Regions from separate parts of the Zea mays genome. Here all the other regions are linked to region 3. A link is a contact called in public Hi-C data. All regions are on one chromosome and are shown on one strand. The core of a region is the stretch at or near the end of the contact, and the rest is flanking DNA. Distances in the headings are between cores, read along the strand shown.

Region 1 (4,451 bases), core at 1,375-3,874, 140 kb before region 3:
GTCAATTGATGTGCTTGTGGATCCATTTGAGATTACCAAAGTCAGGAAAAAGAAGCTAACAACAATATAGTCCTTCCTTAACTGAAAGCCAATGTTTCCCACCAACCAGGTGGCACTCTCATCAATCCAGCAGATTGTTAGAAGAGGTACAAAGTACAAGATGACCAATGACTTATTCTATGGAGGATTGTAGAAAACCTCATGACATTCAGATACCATTCTCAAAAGAAGATACATATGCATCCACTCACTCGAAAGCAGTAGAAGACCATACCTCATAAGTAACTAGTCCACCAGATGTGGCTGGCTGCCGAAGTGTAACATTACTAATTGCACCATTCGCGGAAAGGATGCAGACTGTGCGAGGGCCTTGCTGTGAGAATGTCATTATTTTTGAAGCAACATCCTGTCAGGCAAGAAGCAGATATTAGAACAGGAATCCAAGTTTCTGACCCACTGCCAATAAATGAAGAAATAACTTCATAGCCATAAAGAAATAAAAAGGCGTGACCAATTTGCATGGCTTGGCCTTGCACCATGCTAGCGAACAGCTTGCAGCAAGAATTCTAAGCAGCTAGCTGAGAGCAAATGTTGAAGCAGAGAGATGAATGTCAAATTCAGTTACAGTACAGATTAGTCGATCAAGATGCACAAGCCACACAGTTAATCCAATTCAAACATCTAGTAAAAGTAAATTTAGGTTACTATTCGATATCCATCAATTTAATTAATAATAAAGTTAGCAAACACCAGTGAAGTATGCTGCATCCATGCTTCCAAATTAGATCAACCATCATGATTCACAAACACAATGACGTTAGAAGGCAACTAATATATAATGTTTGCTTCCATGGAGTAATTTGATCAGCATAAGCAACCCTTTCGCCCAGCTACCCTGCACAGTCCATGTCCTCACCCACAAGAGTCAAGACTCGAGTGAGGACTGCACAACCAAAAGGTGCCAGCTGCCTGGAGCCCCTCGTCGTATTCTACACCGCAGGATTCAGGCTGGTACTGGCAGCACCAGAGTCTCAGTCAGAATCCGGAATGACAACGAGTGCATCACCCACTAGTACCAGCTTGCCACCACTGACAGTGGGCCCGGTCAACTGGTAGCTGTGCCGGGAATCTGACGAACACCCACGCCACGCGAGCTCACAGCCTGCCGGGCTTCCCAACGGCATGGCAGAACAGAGCACAAAGGTCACAGCAAGCACAGGTGACTTGGCCTTCTGGCAAGAAGCCATACATGACATGCGTACTCCCTACGACCATACATGACTTGGCCTTCATAGAGGAGATGCGCCGACTCGCAGATCTACGCCATACGACCAGCGACGGCAAGCCGGCAAGGATGCATGCAACAAAAGTTTTGAAAGTTGAACAAGATCTGTGAATCTTACCTCGCCGGCCTTGACGGTGAGGATGTGAGGGGTGAAGGCGATGCCCCAGGAGCCTGCACGAGCGAAGAAAGGAGCACAGCACTGGTGAGATAGGGCGCGCGCAAGAAGCATGTACGAAGGGATTTTAGCACGGGAGAGAAACATGTACCCAAGGCTTCGAACTGCTTCTTCTTGCCAGAGCCGGGAGGCCGGCCGCGGCGCTTGGCGTTGGGGTCGGACGGGGGGCTGCTGATGGAGAACCCGCCGCCGTGCTGCTGCTGTCCGGGGGCTGCGGCGCCGCCGGCTGAGGCGGAGGAGATGGGGGCCAGCGCCAGAGCCATGCTCCCGTCGGGCGCGTACTTGCGCGGCCGGCCGCGCTTCTTGCGCATCAGCTCGCCCATGCCCAGCACATTGGCCCCCGGTGCGCCCGCGCCCGCGGCGGACTGCGGTGGTGGCACCGTGTACAGCATGGGCGCGGAGTGGTGGTGCTGCTCCCCGGGCGCCTTCCCGGACATCTGGTCGAACGAGAGCCGCATGCCGCCGGGCATGGACGCGGCAGGCGACGGAACCGGGGCCGCCTGCTGCGCGAACGGCGGCGGCGGATGGTGCTGGTGCTGGTGCTGCGGCGGCGCCATAGAAGAAGGGGCCGGCGGAGGCGGTTGAGAGGTCGGTGCAGGCACGGGCGCCGCGGTGGTGGTGGTGGCGGCGGCGAGCGGCGACACGTCCTTGGTCTCCATTTGCGTAGATCTATCGGCTTGGCAGCTTCCGCCCCTTCGTCTTGTCGCCGCTGACGCTGTGCTTCACAGTGGCAGGGGTCCTGTCGGTCGAGCTTGCACTCACAGCACAACGAGGCTCTCAGCTTTGACCAGACAAGCTGAGCTGATCAGAGACCTTGTCCTTCTCCTCCCAGCACTGCAAGGGGCTCAGCAAGGCTAGGTAAGACTAGAGCACTAGCGGTAACATGGAGATTAAAAGCGAGAGAGCACACCCTTTTAGTCTCAGCTACTAGTAGTAGTTAGCTATGAGTTGCTCACAAGAGATAATTTTTAAAATCTGGAGCTAGGAGACGGATAAAAAAAATCAAGGGAGGAAAGCGGAAAGCACGGTAGGGAGGGAGATTTGGTGGAAGTTAGGAAGGGGAGGTGTGTCTGATGCCCCGCGCGCACGCCTGTACGGTACCTAGGGGCAAAGTGATTAGAGATCGGCAGGGAGGGGAGCAAGCAGCAGGTCCATCACCATTCCATGACCCGCTTCGTCCTCCTTCCAGGTCCAAGTCCACATTTCACACCAAACGCCACTCACTCACTCTGCTCCTCTTGGCCTCTTGCTTTCTTGTTTCGCATGCAATGGGGAGAGATGGATGGTAGTAGCTCGACCTCGAGGGAAAAAATTCCATACATGCGTGCTGCAGAGCGATATCTGTGCAGCACTTACCGGATTGATGCCACGTGTTCATTTATTAATCTCAAAGCAATCTTTCGGATCGGCTGGCCACACTAATTTAATGTTAAAAGGAGCCAACGTTTGGAGCCAGCTGCCAGCCGTACAAGCAAATAAGCCATCTACTTTTTTTCATGCCCTACACAAACGAGCGCCGCCATTCCTTGCGTACCGCAAACACACAGCCCTAGAGGGACGATTGCATCCATGGAAGAGTACAGCGATCCTGCCGCCGCCACCACGAATATCATGTCCCAGCTGCAACCCTTGCTATGTGACGTCCCTACCCAAATCGTCGATCCATCTGATCATGAAGAGGCGACACTGCAGGTACTGTCATCATTAGTTCTTTTGATCATTGTACTTTTTCCGTCTATTTAGTTTGTCTATTTGACTGTAATTCCCACATTTGCATAGAACATTGAGTGTATAAACACCGAAGTAAATATTGTTGGCGCTATCGATACTAACATTCAAGGCAAGGAGAACACGATTCCAGAAGTGGTGACATATAAGGTGATTTTATTCTAAACGTATTTTGCAATAAATTTCCGTACTGTTGTAACGTGACTTTATTCTAAACGTATTTTGCAATAGAAGGTTGATCCAGTTGGACCAGCTGTGATTGTTCCTAAAGTAGGAATGTATTTTGACTCTGAGAAAGAAGCTTATGAGATGTACAATGCTTATGCATGTATGGTTGGGTTTAGTATTAGAAAGAGTGATACAAGACGTCGACCAGATAAAACTATATTTCAGAAACATATAGTTTGCAGCAACCAAGGTAATAGAAAAAATGAGCCATCACAATCAACTACAAGGACAGGTTGCAAAGCTCGTGTCCAGTTTAGCATTAGCAGGGAAGGGGTTTGGACAGTGCAAAAAGTTGAACTTGAACACAATCATACCCTCGCTAGTCCGAACAAGGCACACAAGTTAAGGTCCCAACGACATGTTATTGAAGCGGACAGACAACTCATTAGCCAAATACGGGAAGCTGGAATGAGACCAACGCAAGTGTATGAATTTATGAAGCAATTTTATGGAGGTGCTGATAAAGTTCCATTCTCGAGGATGGATTGTAATAATGAGATCGGTCGCGAACGAAAGAAATATTTAGAATCCAATGATGCACAAACACTATTGGAATACTTGAAGAATAAGCAAATAGAGGATCATGCATTTTTTTATGCCATTGAAATAGATTTGGAAGAAGGTGAGCAATATGGTCGGATAGCTAATTTCTTTTGGGCTGATGGTCAATCTATATTAGATTATGCATGCTTTGGAGATGATGTTTCATTTGACACCACATTTCAAACAAATAAGTTTGAAATGCCTTTTGCTCCACTACTTGGAACCAACCATCATAAGCAGACAATAGTCTTTGGGGCTGCACTGTTATTTAATGAAACTATTGAATCATTTGTTTGGCTCTTTCAAACCTTTTTGACAGCAATGTCAGGGAAACATCCAAGTACAATTTTCACTGATCAAGATGCAGCCATGGCATGTGCAATTGCTTATGTGTTCCCAAATACAAGACATCGACTTTGTTTATGGCATATTTATCTTAATGCCGCTAAACATCTAAGTCATATCATTCATAACCATCCTAAGAAGTTTCTA
Region 2 (4,309 bases), core at 206-2,705, 150 kb after region 3:
AGGGGGGAATGGAAATGACAGAACATAGAATGATGATAGAACATGGGAATGAGAAACGGGAATGGTGGCAGAACGGGAGATGATAGAACATGAGAATGAGAAACGGGAATGGTGGCAGAACGGGAGCGGCAGAATAGGAATGGTGGCAAGTAGGGATGGCAGCGGGGTCGGATTTTGTTCGGGTATAATAATACCCGACCCGAAATTATACCCGAGACTTCTACAAATATCCATACCCACCAAGCCAATCAGGCGAGAAACTGTACCCGTACCCATGCCCATCGGGTATCCACCGGGTATCAGATATCCAGTAGATATGTTACTGTAGACTAAATAACATTCAGTTAGTGTTATAATAAATACATAAAATATTTTAGTTTCCATCTAATCACCAGTACAACACGAGAATGACTATATTTAGCTACACGTCGATACAATATCTCAACTTAATGAGTTTATGACAGTTGACAATCATAACATTGTCAATGTCTCATTGATCTCTATTACATTACAGTTGACTGTTAGCACAAATTAATATTCATTAATCAACAACACATGCGCCATGATAAATTGATAAATAAAAACATCATGCAGCAACCAGCTCCAGCAGGTGACATTTGACAATCATAACATTGTCAATGTCTCATTGATCTCTATTACATTACAGTTGACTGTTAGCACAAATTAATATTCATTAATCAACAACACATGCGCCATGATAAATTGATAAATAAAAACATCATGCAGCAACCAGCTTCAGCAGCCCGTGACATGGTGTATAGTAGCAGCAGCCTGCCGCCAGCAACAGCAGTCCGTGGTCGTGCCTGTGTCCATGGTGAAGTAGCAACAACCAGCATGCAACAAAACCAGGATTGTTGTGTATTTTTTTGGCTCCATTTTATTATGGTCCTTAATTTTTAGTGGATGTATCACATTTAAAAAGGTATATTGATATCTCGGATATCTACTGGATACCCGCGGGTAATTTATTTTACCCATACCCAACCCGATATATTTCGGGTATCCGACCCGATAGAACCCGCGGGTGAGTTTTCTATCCATATCCACCGGGTACGAAACCCGCGGGTATCCATACCCACGGGTCCAACTGCCATCCCGGGTGGCGAGGCTCAAAATATACAACTATATATATAAATATATATATTCTCCTCTTTTTTGCGACAGGGAGCGAGACAGCCGTACTCTCGTCGTGTCTGGTCACGCATAGGTCTATTTCTTCTTCTTTATTTGTTTAATTTATATAATTTCAGCTATTATATATATATATATATTCTCCTCTTTTTTGTGACAGGGAGCGAGGCAGCCATACTCTCGTCGTGTCTGGTCACGCATAGGTCTATTTCTTCTTTTTTATTTGTTTAATTTATATAATTTCGGCTATTATTTATTATATACATATGTTCTCCCCTCTTTTCTAGTGACAGGGAGCGAGGCAGCGAGGCAGCAGCTGCAGCCGGCCGCGCCCCCATCTCATCTCGGGGGTCGGGACCTGATTACCCCAATCCGTTTCCTCACCAAATACGCCACGGCGGCGCGGCGCGCTGGCTACCCACAATGGCGCTCACCACCGCCTCCACGGTCTCCTCTCCCTCCCGAATCATCCGCCGCTTCTCTTCTTCTCAAGACTCTCGCCCCCCTTCCTCGCTCCTACATCTCGCCCCGCGCCGAGGACCCGGGAATTCCCCGCGCGCCTGTAGCTGGCACCGGCTCGTTGTGCGCCGGATGGGCTGGGCGGCGCGAGCGCTCCTCGGCGGATTATCGGACGCCGGCGCCAGTGAGAGCGACGAGGAGGAGGAGCACGTCCTACGAGTGGGGCAGCGGGAGGGCGAGATCGACGACGCCGTGGAGCTCTCCGCGGCGGCCGTTGGGCCAGAGAGATGGGACGTGCTGGGCCTCGGCCAGGCGATGGTGCGTGCAACCCTGGTCTTCTCCCCCTCCCCCAGTTTATAGGAAAAAAATCAATATTTATGAAACCAGATATATATAATGCAATACTATATTCAACGAAGAATCTAATGATACTTATTGGTACCATATTTATTGATATTCTTTAAATAAACTTGATCAAACTCAGGATGCTTTGACTCCGTATTAGGCTACAACTATAATTAGATGCCTGAATAAACTGTTGGGCCAGTTACTCTACTTGCCTCTCAAGTATTGATCAGGAAGATGCAACTTGTGAAAAGTAGTTCAAACTTCTATCTGTACGGGTGTGTTGTTGAGAACTTAAGATCAATTCTGACTAGTCACTGTTCTGCGGGGCAAATAGGTTGACTTCTCAGGGATGGTGGATGACGAGTTCCTTGACAGATTGGGCATAGAGAAGGGCACGAGAAAGGTCATAAACCATGAGGAGAGGGGACGGGTCTTGCGTGCCATGGATGGATGCAGCTACAAGGCTGCAGCTGGAGGCTCCCTGTCCAACTCGCTCGTTGCGCTGGCAAGGCTTGGTAGTAGCCAGTCTGCTGGCTACCCTGAGCTTAATATTGTGATGGGCGGCAGTGTGGGCAGTGACCCACTAGGTAGTTTCTACAGGTAATTCACTAATTTGTCACTATTTCTATTGCAGGTTTGCATGATGTCCTATTTCTGCACTGAGTCTTTAGAGTATTGGCTGACATCATGCTTTCTGTTCAATCACACTTTTAGGGCAAAGTTGCGCCGTGCTAATGTGCACTTCCTGTCTAAGCCGGTCAAAGATGGAACAACTGGAACTGTCATTGTTCTAACAACGCCGGATGCACAGCGTACTATGCTTGCGTATCAGGTCAATTCCTTTTACTTCCTTTGCTGACAACTCTTCTATATCTGAACTTGTCAGATATTATTTCAGTTACACTTGCTTACTGCGCTTTCCCAGCCCTCTTTACACTCTTTAGACACCTCAGGGCACCAACTTGTGTCTGGACATTAAACAGTTCACTATCTGGCCTCTTAGACCGTCTCCAGCATTTCACCCACATGGTGACCAAAAACACTGCTATGTACTGTAGACTGCACTGTTCGCACAGTGAAGTTTGAATATGAGAATGGGTAAGCTATTGGAGATAGCTTTAAGAGTCTATACCATATCTAAATCATATGAATATCAATGTGCAAAGGATGAAGTGAAATTTCCAGGGATTTTTGTCATGGTATTGTTTGTAGTAGTATGAATATGGAAGCAAAACTATCATGTGATCTTAATGATACATCCTTGATTCATGAGCCTGTATTTTGGAAAAGTATAATTCATTGGCCAATCATCTAGATTGTGCTGCACCTGCAACAAATATATGCTCAAACAGTGGCATGCGCTTCCTGTCTTTGCAGGGTACTTCGTCAACTCTGAGTTACGATTCAGACTTGGCCAGTTTAGTGTCTAAATCAAATGTACTAATTGTGGAAGGTTATCTATTTGAGCTGCCTCACACAATTGAAGCTATCAAGCAAGCGTGTGAAGATGCTCACAAGAATGGTGCAATCATTGCTGTTACTGCATCAGATGTATCTTGCATCAAGCGTTGCTACAATGACTTTCGGTGAGACTACCCTTCTTTCAAAGGATTTCCTGTCAGATTCGCAGCTTGGGACCATCTGGGCCCAGCTGCACACGTTTCCAGATCTACATGAGTACATGCCCAATCTTTTACTTGCTTCCATTGATAGTGCATATTGACTAAAAAGAGGATCGCTAAGCATCTTATGTCCCTTTTATTTTATGTGCTTCACAAAGGCCACATTATTCGATATCTGGTTTTATCACTGAAACTAGCAAAATAACCTTAGGGCATAATTATTCATGAATTAGTACCATTAAAGCGTTTTTTCATGTTTCCAGAACCAGCCATTTTTAGTTAATGCATCTGTATTATGCCCTCAGCTTACGACACTAATGACCGCCGAACCAAAACAATTTTCAGGGACATTGTAAGAAACTATGCAGATATACTGTTCGCCAACGCCAATGAAGCAAGGGCGTTGTGCGAGCTACCCTCAACAGACAGTCCCATGTCAGCCACAAGATACTTAAGCCACTCTGTTCCCCTAGTATCTGTGACTGACGGCATGCATGGCTCCTACATTGGGGTGAAAGGTGAAGCAATATACATCCCTCCACCACAATGCGTGGCTGTGGACACTTGTGGCGCTGGCGACGCATACGCTTCTGGGATTCTGTACGGCGTCCTCCGGGGTGCTTCTGACCTGAAAGGCATAGGACTCCTGGCGTCGCGGGTAGCTGCTGTCGTCGTCGGGCAGCAAGGCACGCGACTGCGGGTCCAGGACGCGGACAGACTGGCTGGAT
Region 3 (4,344 bases), core at 1,443-3,942:
AAAGGCTTCACATCATTTGACTTCATCTCAGCATCAACACGCTTCTTCCAGTTCTCAACAAGACACTTAGCTTTCTTTTGAATCTCCAGATTTTTATGGCTGCGCAGATGATTGACAGATTTCCCAATGCTACAACTTTGTAATGCACTGAGATTAATAGGCAATTTAGCTAGTGCACGAAGCAGGGCCAAGAGAAGTTCATCAATAGGCTTATCTGCTTCTTTAGGACTACTCCCATCACCAGACTTCCCTTTGTGGGCCTCTTGAAGCCAACTGTCCAACACGGGAAGGCCCCTTGATTGGACAAATCTGCCGAGGCAATCGGGACTATCTGTAGCAGCAATAACATCAGCAAGTATAACCCGACCACTATGGTCTATCTTCTGCTCAGTTCGATCAAGTTGCATAAGATGTACAAGTTTTGCAACTGCTTCTGCATTTGGAAGTCCACCTTTTTCTGTTATCTTTGCTATTTCGGACTTAATATCATCCAAGTTAAAGCTTCCAGGCTCACCGTCATCAACCTTAAGTAGACGATCACGATCCCGCTTGGCTGGATCAACTCCCTGTTCACTTCTCTCTCTCTTCTTTCCTCTAGACAAACCACCATTCTGTGTACCATCTGAAGCAGTCTTCAGTTGCTGGGAAGCTGAAGGACTATTTAAGCGCTTTGGAGAGCGTCCACCTGATTGTAATGCGGCACGCATTTCTAGCCTTGTTCTGTATAGAAGGCGATTTACTTCTTCCTGCCGTTCCTAGTTATCAATTTCATATGTTAATAAGTATATATAGATATATAATGAACAAAACAAGAAAGAAATGAATTTACATTAATATAGTCCCGGTCAGTAAGCCACCATAAGCACTTGTTGTCAATATCGTACACGCGCCAACATACAAATGAAGCAATTCCAGCTGGTAGCTCAACACCTTTCCGTAAAAAGGCAACTTTGCAAGGATGCAGCAGAGAAACAGCAGATGCTTCGTCCTGGTGGAAAGAGTAGAAGATCTCGTTTGGTGCAGCGTTGAGTTGTATACCCTTGTTAAGCTTCACGTCGTTAGGTCTATAAAGCCAACTAACACGTAATTTGGGATAGCCTTCTTCCTTCTTCTCAATCCAACGTATCAATCCAATGAATGGAGGGACATCGACAGCCCGAAAAAGAGCACAATCGCCAACTCTAATCTCACGCCCGTCCTGAAAATTGAACAGCTTGTTACAAGTTATCCAATAACAAGTGTGTTAATCCATTCTCTTCTTAGTTTGGTATACAAGTTCAACAATTACAACCTCGCGGTGCTCAATATGTTAACAATCAAACAAGAAATGGACAAACAGTGTAAACTGTGTTATTGAAATGAACACCGGCACAAGCAAGGTCCACCTTGCATTATTTGCAGAAAGTAAGAATATGGCTGCAATAAGAAACTAAGTAATTTGTTCACCCTTGCACCGTTATTCTTGGGTAGCACTTTCCCACATCATTTGTGAAATCACGACTATTCACGGGATGGCACTTCCCACATTGTTTGTGAAAAAAATTAGTAGTAGTAGATCCTTTCATTTGGTGTGACCAAATTGCCAATTTGTTAGTGAACCGTTCACAGAATTCGATGCAATGATGCAAAAGGAATTCCGCACAATATTTCCATATTAGCATGCTTGCAGTCAGCAGTAGTGCATCCAAACTCAACAGTTTACTCAGCCCAAAACCTCGAGGCGTCTAACACCTGAGGAATCTAGTTATCTAGTGCAGATGCTTCATATAGCTGGTATATTTCAAGTCCAAACAGCTAAAAAAAAGGGTTGGCAACCTGAGTCTAAACCCATCGAGTTTAGCAAGCAAGTGATACCCAACAAAAACGCACCTTTACAAAGGAATCAGATGACACTGGGCAGGGAAGATCGATGCACTCCTGCTTCTGCGCACTCGATTCCGGCCGATAAGTAGTCCGAGGATGGGTAGCAGATGAACCAGAAGGAGAAGTAGCTGGTCCTTGTGCCGGTGGTGGTGGAGCTTCTGCCTCTACGCGTGCCGCTGGCCACATGAGCCGAACGAGACGCCGCCTCCTGACGTCGCACCCCTCAGCGCCGCGCCACCCATGCATATCCGGCTCGCTGCATCTTCTCCAACGTCGCTGCCGAACCCTCCTCGCCGAGCTCCGGCACCGCGCCGCACCACCATCACCAGATCGCCGGCAGCAACCCTAGGCCCTCCGGAACCCTAGATCCGCAAGCCTCCGCTCTGAGCGCATCCGGAACACCCGAATTCGGGTCCAATCGGCCGATTCAGGCGAACCGCCTCACCGGCGGGAGGTCGAATCCGGCGGAATCGACGGGTTCCGGTCGAGCTCGATTGGGGATTTCGGGGCTGGGTCACCAAAGTGGGCTCGGCGTCTTGGAGTCGATCCGAGATGGGAAGGAGGAGGAGTGAGAAAAATTCAGCGATTCGGGGGAGGGAGGGAGATCGCAGCTGAGGGGGCAGGGGCAGGGGCAGGGAAGAGACGGCGAGCGAGGTCGGGGTCGAGAGATGTGGAGAGAGAAGGGATGATGTCTCGTCTCGACTCCTTGCAGGAAGGAGAGGAAAGCACAAGGGGCAAATTCGACCATGCAGTGACCGCAGGCGAGGGGAGCTTCTGTGCCTGTGCGGCGACGACGTTAAACATGTGTGAAGTCAGTGCACATTTACATCACACGATGCAAAAGTCAAGCCATATGCCCATATCAAACACGGCTTGTGACATGACACTAGTTGTTTTTTTATGTTTTCAGATCCTTTATTTCACCCTCTACCCAAAAACTAAATTCGTTTAAGACTTTTAATTATTTATATAATAATTGATGTATATATTTTGTATGTGTATATCATCGTTTATTTTAATATAGACATTGTCGGCGTTTCGACCCCGGGGTCCCTGGACCGACGAGTAAATTGTCGCCGCGTGCCCCAGTCCAGATGGGTCGGCGCGAGACGGAGCGCGAACGGGGAGAAGCCGGAGGGAGACAGGCGTAAAAGGGAAACCCACGACCTTCGTGTTTGTCCCGCGTCCAGGTCGGGTGCGCTTGTAGTAGGGGGTTACAAGCGTCCGCGCGGGAGGGAGCGAGAGGCATATGTGCGCGCCGTCCCATCCTCTTCCCCGCGCGGCCAACCCTCTGTAAGAGGGCCCTGGACCTTCCTTTTATAGGCGTAAGGAGAGGGTCCAGGTGTACAATGGGAGGTGTAGCAGTGTGCTAATGTGTCTAGCAGAGAAGAGCTAGTGCCCTAAGTACATGCCGTCGTGGCAGCCGGAGAGGTTTTGACACCCTGTTCGTGTGGTGTCGTGGTCGTCGGAGGAGCGCTGGAGCCTGGCGGAAGGACAGCTGTCGGGGCTGTCGAGTCCTTGCTGACGTCTCCTTGCTTCCGTAAGGGGGCTGGGAGCCGCCGTCGTCATGGAGCATGCAGAGCGCCATCATTACTTGTTTACCGGGGCGAGCCAGATGGTATGCCGGTCTTGTTCCCCGTAGCCTGAGTTAGCTTGGGATAGGGTAATGATGGCGCCTCCTGTGACGTGATCGGTCTGAGCCCTGGGTTGGGCGAGGCGGAGGCTCCTCCGAGGTCGAGGTCTAGTCTGTCTTCCGAGGCCGAGGTCGAGTCCGAGCCCCTGGGTCAGGCGAGGCGGAGACCGTCGGCTGAGGCCAGGGCTGAGTCCGAGCCCTAGGATCGGGCGAGGCGGAGTTCGTCGTCTTCCGGGGCCGAGCCCGAGTCCGAGCCCTGGGGTCGGGCGAGGCGGAGTTCGTCGTCTTCCGGGGCCGAGCCCGAGTCCGAGCCCTGGGATCGGGCGAGGCGGAGTTCGTCGTCTTCCGGGGCCGAGCCCGAGTCCGAGCCCTGGGATCGGGCGAGGCGGAGTTCGTCGTCTTCCGGGGCTGAGCCCGAGTCCGAGCCCTGGGGTCGGGCGAGGCGGAGTTCGTCGTCTTCCGGGGCCGAGCCCGAGTCCGAGCCCTGGGATCGGGCGAGGCGGAGTTCGTCGTCTTCCGGGGCCGAGCCCGAGTCCGAGCCCTGGGATCGGGCGAGGCGGAGTTCGTCGTCTTCCGGGGCTGAGCCCGAGTCCGAGCCCTGGGGTCGGGCGAGGCGGAGTTCGTCGTCTTCCGGGGCCGAGCCCGAGTCCAAGCCCTAGGGTCGGGCGAGGCGGAGCTTCCTATGGCGCCCGAGGCCGGACTTGGCCGCTGTCAGCCTCACTCTGTCGAGTGGCACAGCAGTCGGAGCGGCGCAGGCGGCGCTGTCCTCTTGTCAGGCCGGTCAGTGGAGCGGCGAAGTGACTGCGGTCACTTCGGCTCTGTCGACTAAAGGGCGCGCGTCAGGATAA

The links. A called contact is a pair of places that touch in the nucleus more often than the background predicts.
Region 1: a contact with region 3 is called in a Hi-C map of ear, with 5 times the contacts expected there. The contact joins the promoter of LOC100282073 here to the promoter of LOC103637703 in region 3. A contact is called at or near these places in 7 of 25 Hi-C or Micro-C datasets (bundle sheath, ear, endosperm and 3 more).
Region 2: a Hi-C map of leaf shows a contact between it and region 3, with 5 times the contacts expected there. The contact joins the promoter of LOC100273451 here to the promoter of LOC103637703 in region 3. A contact is called at or near these places in 5 of 25 Hi-C or Micro-C datasets (bundle sheath, ear, leaf and 1 more).

What each region holds. Positions count from the first base shown.
Region 1 is chr1:101,448,613-101,453,063 of Zm-B73-REFERENCE-NAM-5.0, reverse strand. LOC100282073 (AT-hook protein 1) reads right to left here and starts at 2,624. Exons shown (of 6, transcript NM_001154986.1): 1 at 2,371-2,624; 2 at 1,552-2,294; 3 at 1,404-1,456; 4 at 275-406. The coding sequence starts at 2,119. It overlaps LOC103637704 (protein FAR1-RELATED SEQUENCE 5-like), which reads left to right and starts at 2,848. Exons shown (of 5, transcript XM_008660389.1): 1 at 2,848-3,152; 2 at 3,240-3,338; 3 at 3,420-4,451. The coding sequence starts at 3,030.
Region 2 is chr1:101,151,680-101,155,988 of Zm-B73-REFERENCE-NAM-5.0, reverse strand. It overlaps LOC100273451, which reads left to right and starts at 1,455. Exons shown (of 5, transcript NM_001147888.1): 1 at 1,455-1,929; 2 at 2,294-2,559; 3 at 2,674-2,791; 4 at 3,337-3,545; 5 at 3,927-4,309. The coding sequence starts at 1,576.
Region 3 is chr1:101,304,963-101,309,306 of Zm-B73-REFERENCE-NAM-5.0, reverse strand. LOC103637703 reads right to left here and starts at 2,692. Exons shown (of 5, transcript XM_008660384.3): 1 at 1,870-2,692; 2 at 830-1,198; 3 at 1-755. The coding sequence starts at 2,109.